Regions from separate parts of the Mus musculus genome. Here region 2 is linked to region 1. The links are chromatin contacts, called in public Hi-C maps. All regions are on one chromosome and are shown on one strand. The core of a region is the stretch at or near the end of the contact, and the rest is flanking DNA. Distances in the headings are between cores, read along the strand shown. Region 1 has its middle 36 kb from the start of Fcrls. Region 2 holds the start of Fcrl5 (Fc receptor-like 5).

What was found. A called contact is a pair of places that touch in the nucleus more often than the background predicts.
Region 2: a Hi-C map of bone marrow-derived macrophages shows a contact between it and region 1, with 18 read pairs. The contact joins the promoter of Fcrl5 here to the enhancer-like site in region 1. A contact is called at or near these places in 9 of 39 promoter capture datasets (the 3T3-L1 cell line, embryonic stem cells, epiblast stem cells and 4 more), 2 of 484 Hi-C or Micro-C datasets (the HPC-5 cell line and bone marrow-derived macrophages) and 3 of 9 other capture datasets (adipose tissue, embryonic stem cells and macrophages).

The regions. Positions count from the first base shown.
Region 1 is chr3:87,224,960-87,229,331 of GRCm38.p6, reverse strand. No RefSeq gene overlaps it. Among named protein-coding and RNA genes, the nearest start is that of Fcrls, 36 kb to the left of the region's middle. Within about 2 kb of position 2,296, at least 1 of the 459 cell types and tissues checked has an H3K27ac peak or open chromatin away from gene starts, as enhancers often do. A contact at or near this core is called in bone marrow-derived macrophages, where this site is marked.
Region 2 is chr3:87,433,512-87,438,263 of GRCm38.p6, reverse strand. It overlaps Fcrl5 (Fc receptor-like 5), which reads right to left and starts at 2,482. Exons shown (of 13, transcript NM_183222.3): 1 at 2,316-2,482. The coding sequence starts at 2,379.

The sequences.
Region 1 (4,372 bases), core at 1,047-3,546:
CCAATGCTCCTTCATGATAAAAGACCAGGGGAGACTAAGGGATACTACAAACATACCTGAAAATAGCAGAGGTACATTTACATCAAGCCAACCTCAACCTAAATGGAGACAAACTCAAAGCATTTTCACTAATATCAGGAACAAGACAAGGGCTTCCACTCTCCCCATCCTTATTCAATACTAGAAATCTTACTAGAGCAATAAGACAACAGAATGAGATCAAGAGGCATACAAAGAGGAAAAAAAGAAGTCAGAGTATCTTTGCAGGTGAACGACTTCTATGATAAAAACTTTAAGACACTCAAGAAAGAAACCAAAGACTTAAGAAGATGAAAATATCTCCCATGCACATGGATCAGTAGGATTAATGTAGTAAAATGGCCATCCTACCAAAAGTAATCTACAGTAAAGGACAATTTCAGCTTCACATGAAAATACACACACACACTCAGAATTTCTAAAACAATTTTAAGTAATAAAATAACTTCTGCAAGTAGCACCATCCCTGATCTCAAATTGTACCACAGCAATAAAACTTATGTAAGAAAAACTATAGTTACAAAAAAACAGCATAATATTGACACCAAAACCAAAAAAGTCAATCAGTAGAATTGAGTTGAAGACGCAGACGTAAGTCCACACACCTACAGACACCTAATTTTTATAAAGAAGCCAGAAATACACACTGGAAAAAAGACAGCATCTTCAACAAATGTTGCTGGTCAAACTGAATGGCTGCACATAGAAGAATGCAAATAGATCCTCATGTATCACCCTGCAGAAAACTCAACTCCAAATGGATCAAAGACCTCAACGGAAGACCAGGTACACTGCATCTGACAGAAGAGAAAGTGGGGAAGAGTCTTGAACTCATTGACATAGAAAATGACCCTGATAGCAAGGGCACTAACAACAATTAACAAATGCGACCAAGTGATTCTGAAAAGCTTCTTATAGAAAAGAATACTATATTTGGACAAAGTGGTAAGATACAGAATAGAAAAGTATTTAACCAATTAAGCATCAAATAGCAGGTTAATATCTAACACATATAAAGAATTCAACAACCTAGACCTCAAGAAAACAAGCAACCCAATTAAAACTGGGGTACAGATGTAAACAGAGTTCCCAGGAGAGGAAACACAAATGGCTGAGAACTACTTAAAGAAATGTTCAACATCCTTAATCATCAGGCAATTGCAAGTTAAGCACTTTGAGATTTTATCTTATACCAGACAGAATGACCGGCATTAAGTAAACAGATGGCAGCCCATTCTGGTGAGGATGTGAGTAAGGGGGACACTCATCCACTGCTGGTGGGAGTGCCAATTTGTATACCCACTATGGGACTCAGGAAGGTGGTTCTTCAGGAAGCTGGGAATAGATCTACCTCAAGATCCATATACACCACTCTTGGACATAGACACAAATGATGCTCCATACCACTACAGAGACACTTACTCAAACATGTGCACTGCTACTCTATGCATCATAACCAAAAGTGCTCTCCACAAATGGAAGGTATGGCCCTATTACTGAAGACAATATCTACACAATTCAAGTGGCCAGCCCGAAAGTCACATACACGCAAGCACACTAAATGATCTCAGTAGGTTGTATTTGTGTGTGTATGTGCGTGCATGTGTGTGTGTGTGCGTGTGTCATGGTGAAAGCAAAAGAGGCCATAGATTTTAAATCGAATGGAGGGAGACTTGAGAAGACTCGGAGGGAGGAGATGAAGGGAGGAAGAGATATAAGTACAATATTCACATGAGTACAGGGTGATCACATGTTCATTCGGGAAATTTACTCATACACATAAATCTAAAAATAAATATCTTTTTAAAAGATAATGGACTCTTGTGCCTAGTGAAAGAAATTCAGAGTAACATTCCATCTTTGACATGGTTACTATTTCTCATCCAGGTCTATGTTGACAAAGAACAATGGGTAGGGCAGGGAGCTTTTTTTAAGTTTGATTTTTAAGGAAAAAAGCTTGAGCAACTCTGAAGGTGTAGCCAAGGTGCATGCTAAAACAGAAGGTGGTAATTGTTAATGCACATCTGCACTGTAGTGAACAGGAGAGAAAGCATCCAAGGACAACGCCCCGCCCACCGAAGGCACCAACCAAATCGTGGAAATGCAGATTAATTTAAGGAAGACAGCCTGAACTCTGCAACCTAAGGCAGTCCCCTCCTGGAAAAGAATTTCCTCCCCGGAGTTAGCATACTCAGCCAAGGGACACGGCTCCACCTAAATCTCCTGTCTTAGTTTCATTTCTGCAACTGTGATTGTATATCCTGAAAAGAAGAAATTTAGGGAAGGAAGGGCTTATTTCTGCCCACAGTTACAAGTTACAGTTCATCATAACAGAGGAATCAAAGTGACAGGAACTTAAAATAGCTAGTCATATTAAATCTATAGCCAAGAACAGAGAGAAATAAATGCATGCATGCTTACTGCTCTGCTTGCTTGATCCGCTCATATGGTTGAGAACTCAAGCCTAGGGAATGGAGCTGCCCACCTTTAGTCTGGGTCTTCTAACATTAACTAATGTAATCAAGACAACTTGCTATAGACATGTCCACAGGCCATCCTAATCCAGACAATCCTTCATAAAGACTTTCTTCCTAGATGACTCTAGATTGTATAAATAATTAAATTAACAGCCTAGCAGTGGTAGGGTGGTGTGCACCTTTAATCTCAGGACTCAGGAGGCAGAGGCAAGCAGATCTCTGAGTTCGAGGCCAACCTGGCCTACAGAGCAAATTCCAGGACAGCCAGTGCTACACAGAGAGACTCTGTCTCAATAAAACAAAACAAAACAAAGCAGGGCGGGGGAGAAACAATTACTATTCCTTTTCAACTAAACTCATTAGTCTGAGCCGTAACCCTTGGCCCCAAGTGTATGAAGTTTTTCTCATAATGTAAAATTTAGTTTACTTATAATCCCCCATAGTGTTTTAAAATCCAGATATTTTAAAAGTCCAAAGTCTCTTAATTGTTAAGTGCCTATAAAAATCTAAAATAAGTTATATACTTCTAACTTACAATGGTGCAAAGTAAATATACATTTTCCAAAAGAGTTAGGGGCATAATACAATAATACCAAAACAGAAACAAAATCCCTCATAGCAAATGCTAAATCCTGAAGTTCTGTGTCTGGACCTGGGCTGCAGAGTATCATCTTCTGGGCTCCAAAGGCTTCAGGCAGTGCTATTCTTTCAGCCTTGTCTGAAGTACACAGAGATTCTTCTCTCTTAGGCTTAGGCCAGCTCCATTCCAGATCCTCATCTCTGCAGAGTCAATGTCTGATGGCCCGGGCATCTCCAATATGCTGCAGTTATGACTGCAACTGACTCATCTCAGCTTCAGTCACTAGACCTCTCCGGCTCTCTATATAAGGACCTAACCCTGCCACACAGTGCCTGGTCTTAGATGCCCTGCATGATTTCCTCAATATTACATCTCTCATGACTTCAAAATCGGTACCACACGGACAGTGCTTATCTTAGCTTTGTCTTGCTGTGTGCAAGCTTATGTTTCCTCATCACAGTCATTCATCAATGGAAGTTAGAGAGGAACGCACGGCAGGATGGAGGAATGGAAGTAGAAGACACAGAGGAATGCTGCTTACCGGCTTGCTTTCCCTTGGCTTGCTCAGTGTGCTTTCTTATAGCTCCCAGGACCACCAGCCCAGGAAAGGCACCACCCACGTGGGAGCTGGGCCCTCCCACATCAATCACTAATTAAGAAAAATGCACAACAGACTTGTCTACAGACTTCTCTTAAGGAGGCATGTTCTCAATTTAATGTCCCTCTTTCCAAATGACTAGCTTGTGTCAAGTTGACACAAAACGAGCCAGCTCAATGTTTATAACATTGACACATTCTGCTTCCTGCTTGAGACATAGCCCAGCCCCACTGAATCTCACAGTTGTATCTGCTTAAGCGTGCAAACCCCGTGGGAATATTTTTGTATTGCTCCAGTGATGTGCAGGAGGTTCCTCTACAGAGCTAGCTGCTCACCTCCTTCAGCACCTGAAGAACCAACCTGGACATTTTCTGACCCTGAAGTTTTCTCTGCCACTCAAACCAGTACATTGTTTTCAAGTTCAAATTCATTCAGTCTCCCTGGACAGGCAGAGAGCAGCCCAATTCTTGTCAAAATTATGAACTAACCTCCATCCAACTTCTTGATAAAATCCTTACTCCTGACTGAAACCTTATGAACCAGGCTTCTGTGGTTCACATTTCTCTCAACACTCTTGCCTTCTGATCTCCCACTAGAGTGGCTCATTAAGCTGTACTCACAACATGCCTCAGCTTTTACAGCCTAAAATTCCAGCTCTGCCAACACATTCCTCCCCCA
Region 2 (4,752 bases), core at 1,233-3,732, 210 kb before region 1:
ATCATTCTGAGTGAGGTAACTCAGACCCAGAAAGACAGATATGGTATGTAGTCACTAATATGTGAATATTAGTTGTTAAGTTAATGATAACCAAGTTACAATCCCTAGAACCACAGAAGGTAGGTATAGAGGATGAGAGACTAGAGGGAACAGATAGATCTCATTAGAAAAGGGAAACAGAATATATAATTACGGATGGATGGAGAGAGGCTGGGATGGGAGGATCTCATGGGGAGGGAGGGGAGGGAACTGAGTGAGGGAACTCAGGGAGAGACAGCTAAAGTTAAGGAGTATTTGAGGGTTAGTATGGAAAATTAATGCAGTAGAAACTTCCTAAAATATATACATATATGGAGGAGGTCTCAATGAAAGCACCAAGTATTACTAGTGTTAAAAAACAAGATAGAAATGTAGTGAGTGTCTGCTAATGATGTGCTGCTGCACTTGTAGATCATTGTTCAGCCATCATCAGAGAAGTTTCCTCCTGCAGTAGATGGGAACGAAACCAGAGGACCTGACATTATTGGGGGGGGGGAAGAGAGAGAGAGAGAGAGAGAGAGAGAGAGAGAGAGAGAGAGTCTCTCTCTCTCCCCTCAGAGCTCAGGAAAGGGAACCAGTAGGGACGGAGGACACCGGGAAATAAGGCCCTCTAAATCAACATAAGCAGAGGTTACCAGGACTCACAGAGACTGATGCAGCGTGCGCAGGGCCTGCATGGATCTGCACCAGGTCCTCTGAGCATATATTATGGCTTCCAGGTTTGTGCTTTTAATGGGAGCCCTAAGCATGAGAACGAGTGGGGCTGATTCTTGTGCCTGCTCTTAGACTCCTTTTTTTCTGTTGGTTTGTTTTGTTCAACTTGGATGTGATAGTTTTTGTATTATCTTACTTATTATATTTTTTGTTCTTATCTCTTAGAAGCCCGTTGTTATCTAATGAGAGTCAGAAAGAGAGTGGATTCACATGGTAGGGGAGGTGGGGAGAAAGTGGGAAGAGTAGAGGGAGGGAAATAATCAGGATGTATTATGTAAGAAAAAAATCTATTTTCAATAAAGAAAAAAGGAAGGAAGGAAGGAAGGAAGGAAGGAAGGAAGGAAGGAAGAAAAGAAAGAAGAAAGCTTGTTAAGTGGCTAGTAGGTGACAACACAGATTTGAATCCAAACTCTAACCTTAGCTCACAGCACACTGTATGAACACCTTCCTGTCCTGTCCTGTCCTCCCCTCCCTTCTTCTTCCCTCCTTTCCCCTGCCTTCTTAAGTACTTCTTAAGTTTGGATATGCTTCTGTTTCTGATGGGCCTTGCCCTATCTGTTGCTTAGTCTGATCACCTGACTGGTATGTAGATGGTTATGGTTATCTGTCTGTGCCATCCACTGGGATTTTATTTTACTAGAATTGTGTTTCCCAGCTGTTTCTTGTGCACTGGCTTTGCTGAGAGCTTTTTTTTTTTTTTTTTGGTGTTTTCCCTTGTGGGCACAAAACAACCCTCCGTCCTCAGCATTGCATACAATGCTGTGCATAGATGGCGCTAAGAACCTTTTGTTTGTTTGTTTGTTTGGTTGGTTGGTTTTTGTTTTTTGGTTTTTCAAGACAGGGTTTCTCTGTATAGCCCTGGCTGTGCTGGAACTCACTCTGTAGACCAGGCTGGCCTCGAACTCAGAAATCCTCCTGCCTCTGCCTCCCAAGTGCTAGGATTAAAGGCATGCGCCACCACTGCCCGGCCTAAGAACTTTTTTAAAATAGATGAACCCACATTTAATTCCATTTAAAATTTAGTAAGAAGCAAACCCTTTGTAGGCATGAACTGACAGAAATGCATGCATATCCATGGGCAGTGACATAGCCACTGCTGTAGGTACCTCTCCTTCCTGATTTCCCCTCTTGTACTTAAGGCGCCCAGTCCTGCTCATGGCTCTTGCTAATGTGCAGAAGGAGCTATCATCTTAGGCACAAGACCAGGGTCTAGCCTGTCTACACGGGATTAAAATATAGTTCTCATTTGAATAAAAGAGTTTGAACAAGCAAGTGTGATTTACTTTCTGTGCTTCATAAAGTATTTGTTAAAGAAAAGAAAGCAAGCGAAACTCTAGTGCCATTGCTACCGTTTCTTCCTCTGTCCATTGAAGGATTTTTTTTTCAACCTGTGACTACTTTCTTTGGGCTCAGGAGAGGAAATTCTAAGCTGTACAGTAAAGTCGGGGAACACAGCCTCACACGGGGAAACTGAGGAGCTAAAACTTAAGAGAGTACCAGGCCTGTAGTGGAGAGAGATGCTGTCCGACCCACTCTATCCCCATATTGAGCCATCTACTCACTCACAACCAGTAGAGTCAGCCACATCTGTGTGAACACCACACAGGGTGAGAATGAACCAGACATCTGCTCACAGGTAGTGCTTTCCTCTTGCTCTTGCTCGCAATGGTAGTCACTCACAGCTCCAAGGAGAAATCTGGGGAACTGCTCTTCTAAAACAGTTGAGTGTAACTTGAATCAGAAAAAGGAAGTAGAAGTAGCCGCATTTAATTGTTAATTAGTTTCCTGCCCTACAGACAAAGTGAAAACTTTGGGGTTTAATAATCACATGCTTTCAACACCACATTTTGGCTGCTGGGGAAAGTACCTTAAGGAGATTATGAGAAGATGGTTCTATAAAAAATGGCTGACATTCAGCACTGTCTGAGCATGTAAGCATCAGACGTGATCATGGCTGTGGGATTGTTACGGTAACACCATTAATGGTAAGGTGAGGCTACACATACGTAAAAGGGCAATGCCATCTCAGCTGCTGGGAGAGAGAAAGTGAGATGTGGATTGGAATTTGCAGAGCATCCTTTATGGAGCAGAGGTAAGAAATGAAATGTATGTGTATATGAACAACTCTAAGGGTACCATTTTCTCCTAGAGAATGCACAAAATCAACAGTTGTGTTTGAGAAATTAAGGGGGAAATAGGCATTTCATTTTGTCTTTCTCTGCTGTTTCCCCCTTTAAATTACTGTGTGAATGGATTGCTTTTAAATTTAAATCTAATTTTTTAAAGTTGAGTTTCTATTCTGACATTGTGTCAACAAAATTCCCTGTAATGAAAAATGATAGGTTTTTTTTCTTACAGACAACTTTTCCCATAGTTTCTTTCTAGACTCAGACCTGGATCTTCCCAAAGAGATATTTAATTTCATATTTATCAATGCCTCTGGTATTTATGTCACATCAATATCACTGCGCCCTGAGGAAAACATACAGGGATAAGGAGATTAATCTGTCACAGCTCAGGAGGAGAATTTCAAAAGGAAGCTGAGACAGAAGGGGTGGCTGTGAATATTCTGAGTGTCTCCTGTAGATACGTGCACACATTTCTACTGGGCATACACTTGAGGGTGGGATTCCTGGTTATAGAGCATGCAATACTGTGTTCAGTTCAGACAGTGTTGTTGAATGACTTTCTGATATGACCAAGTCAATGGGAACCCACCAGGCAGCATAGGGGAGCTCATTGCCCCCACCCCCAGCAGAAATGTGCTCACCTTGCACATTTTTTTATTCATTTCAATGAATTATGAGATTCTAACTTTTCATATTATATGGTTTATTAATTTTTAAAAGAGAAGGTATTATTACTATATATCTCTGGATGACTTGGAGTTCATGCTGTAGACTAGGATAACCTTGAACTCACAGAGATTTGCCTGTTTTTGTTTCCTAAGCGCTGGGACTAAAGGTGTGTACCACTATGCCTAGCAGACTTTTTTCATGTTTTAAATGGTATCTTAGGTAACTTTTCTTAAAATGTGAAGTGTTTGTTCAAATCTCTCACCTTTCTCATCTTGTTTTGTACTTCTTTCTATTCGGAAGATAAGTTTTTTTGAGCACATTTGTGAAACATCTTTTCTTACTCTGGCTTCTCTTCTTGGTCATTGCTATTGCCTTCTTATGAATTATTATTTCAGATTTGACATAGAAGAATTTATCAGTCTGTTTTAGGGTTTTGCTGCTGTAAACAGACACCATGACCAAGGCAACTCTTACAAGGACAATGTTTAATTGGGACTGGCTTACAGGTTCAGAGGTTCAGTCCATTATCATCAAGGTGGGAACATGGCAGCATTCAGGCAGGTGTGGTGCAGGAGGAGTTGAGAGCTCTACATCTTCATCTGAAGGCTGCTAGGAGAAGACTGGCTTCCAAGCAGCAAGGATGAGAGTCTTAAACACCACACCCACAGTGACACACTTACTCCAACAAAGCCACACCTTCTAATAGTGCCACTCCCTGGCCTGAGCATCTACAAACCATCACCCAGTCCTTCCATTTATGTCTAGGGATTTTTACAACCCCATTCATAAACTTTGTATACTGCAAAGATGGTGAGGATATTCTTAGCTTGTCTCTAGATATCTATAATATCATTATAGCTAATTTTTGTGTGTATTGTAAGTGGACATGTTTATTTGTATTTAGTGCATAGAGTTTGCACCACAGTTTCATACAGGATCATGTAACTGGTTGTGGGGATTGTGAGAACTTTGGCAACAGCAAAATGTTTTTGAAGATATACTGACTCCAAATCAACCCAAAACAAACGTGATAAATATAGGGCATTCTGGCAGTGGTCGCCCCTGTTTCATGAAGGGACTTCCTTCTGGCCTTGGTACTGAACATGCATCCTGTGTGTTTTACAATGTGTATGTCACCACTCCACCTAGCACCAACAAGCTCTCCCTGAAGCTCAGACTTTTTATATATTATAAGCTGCAG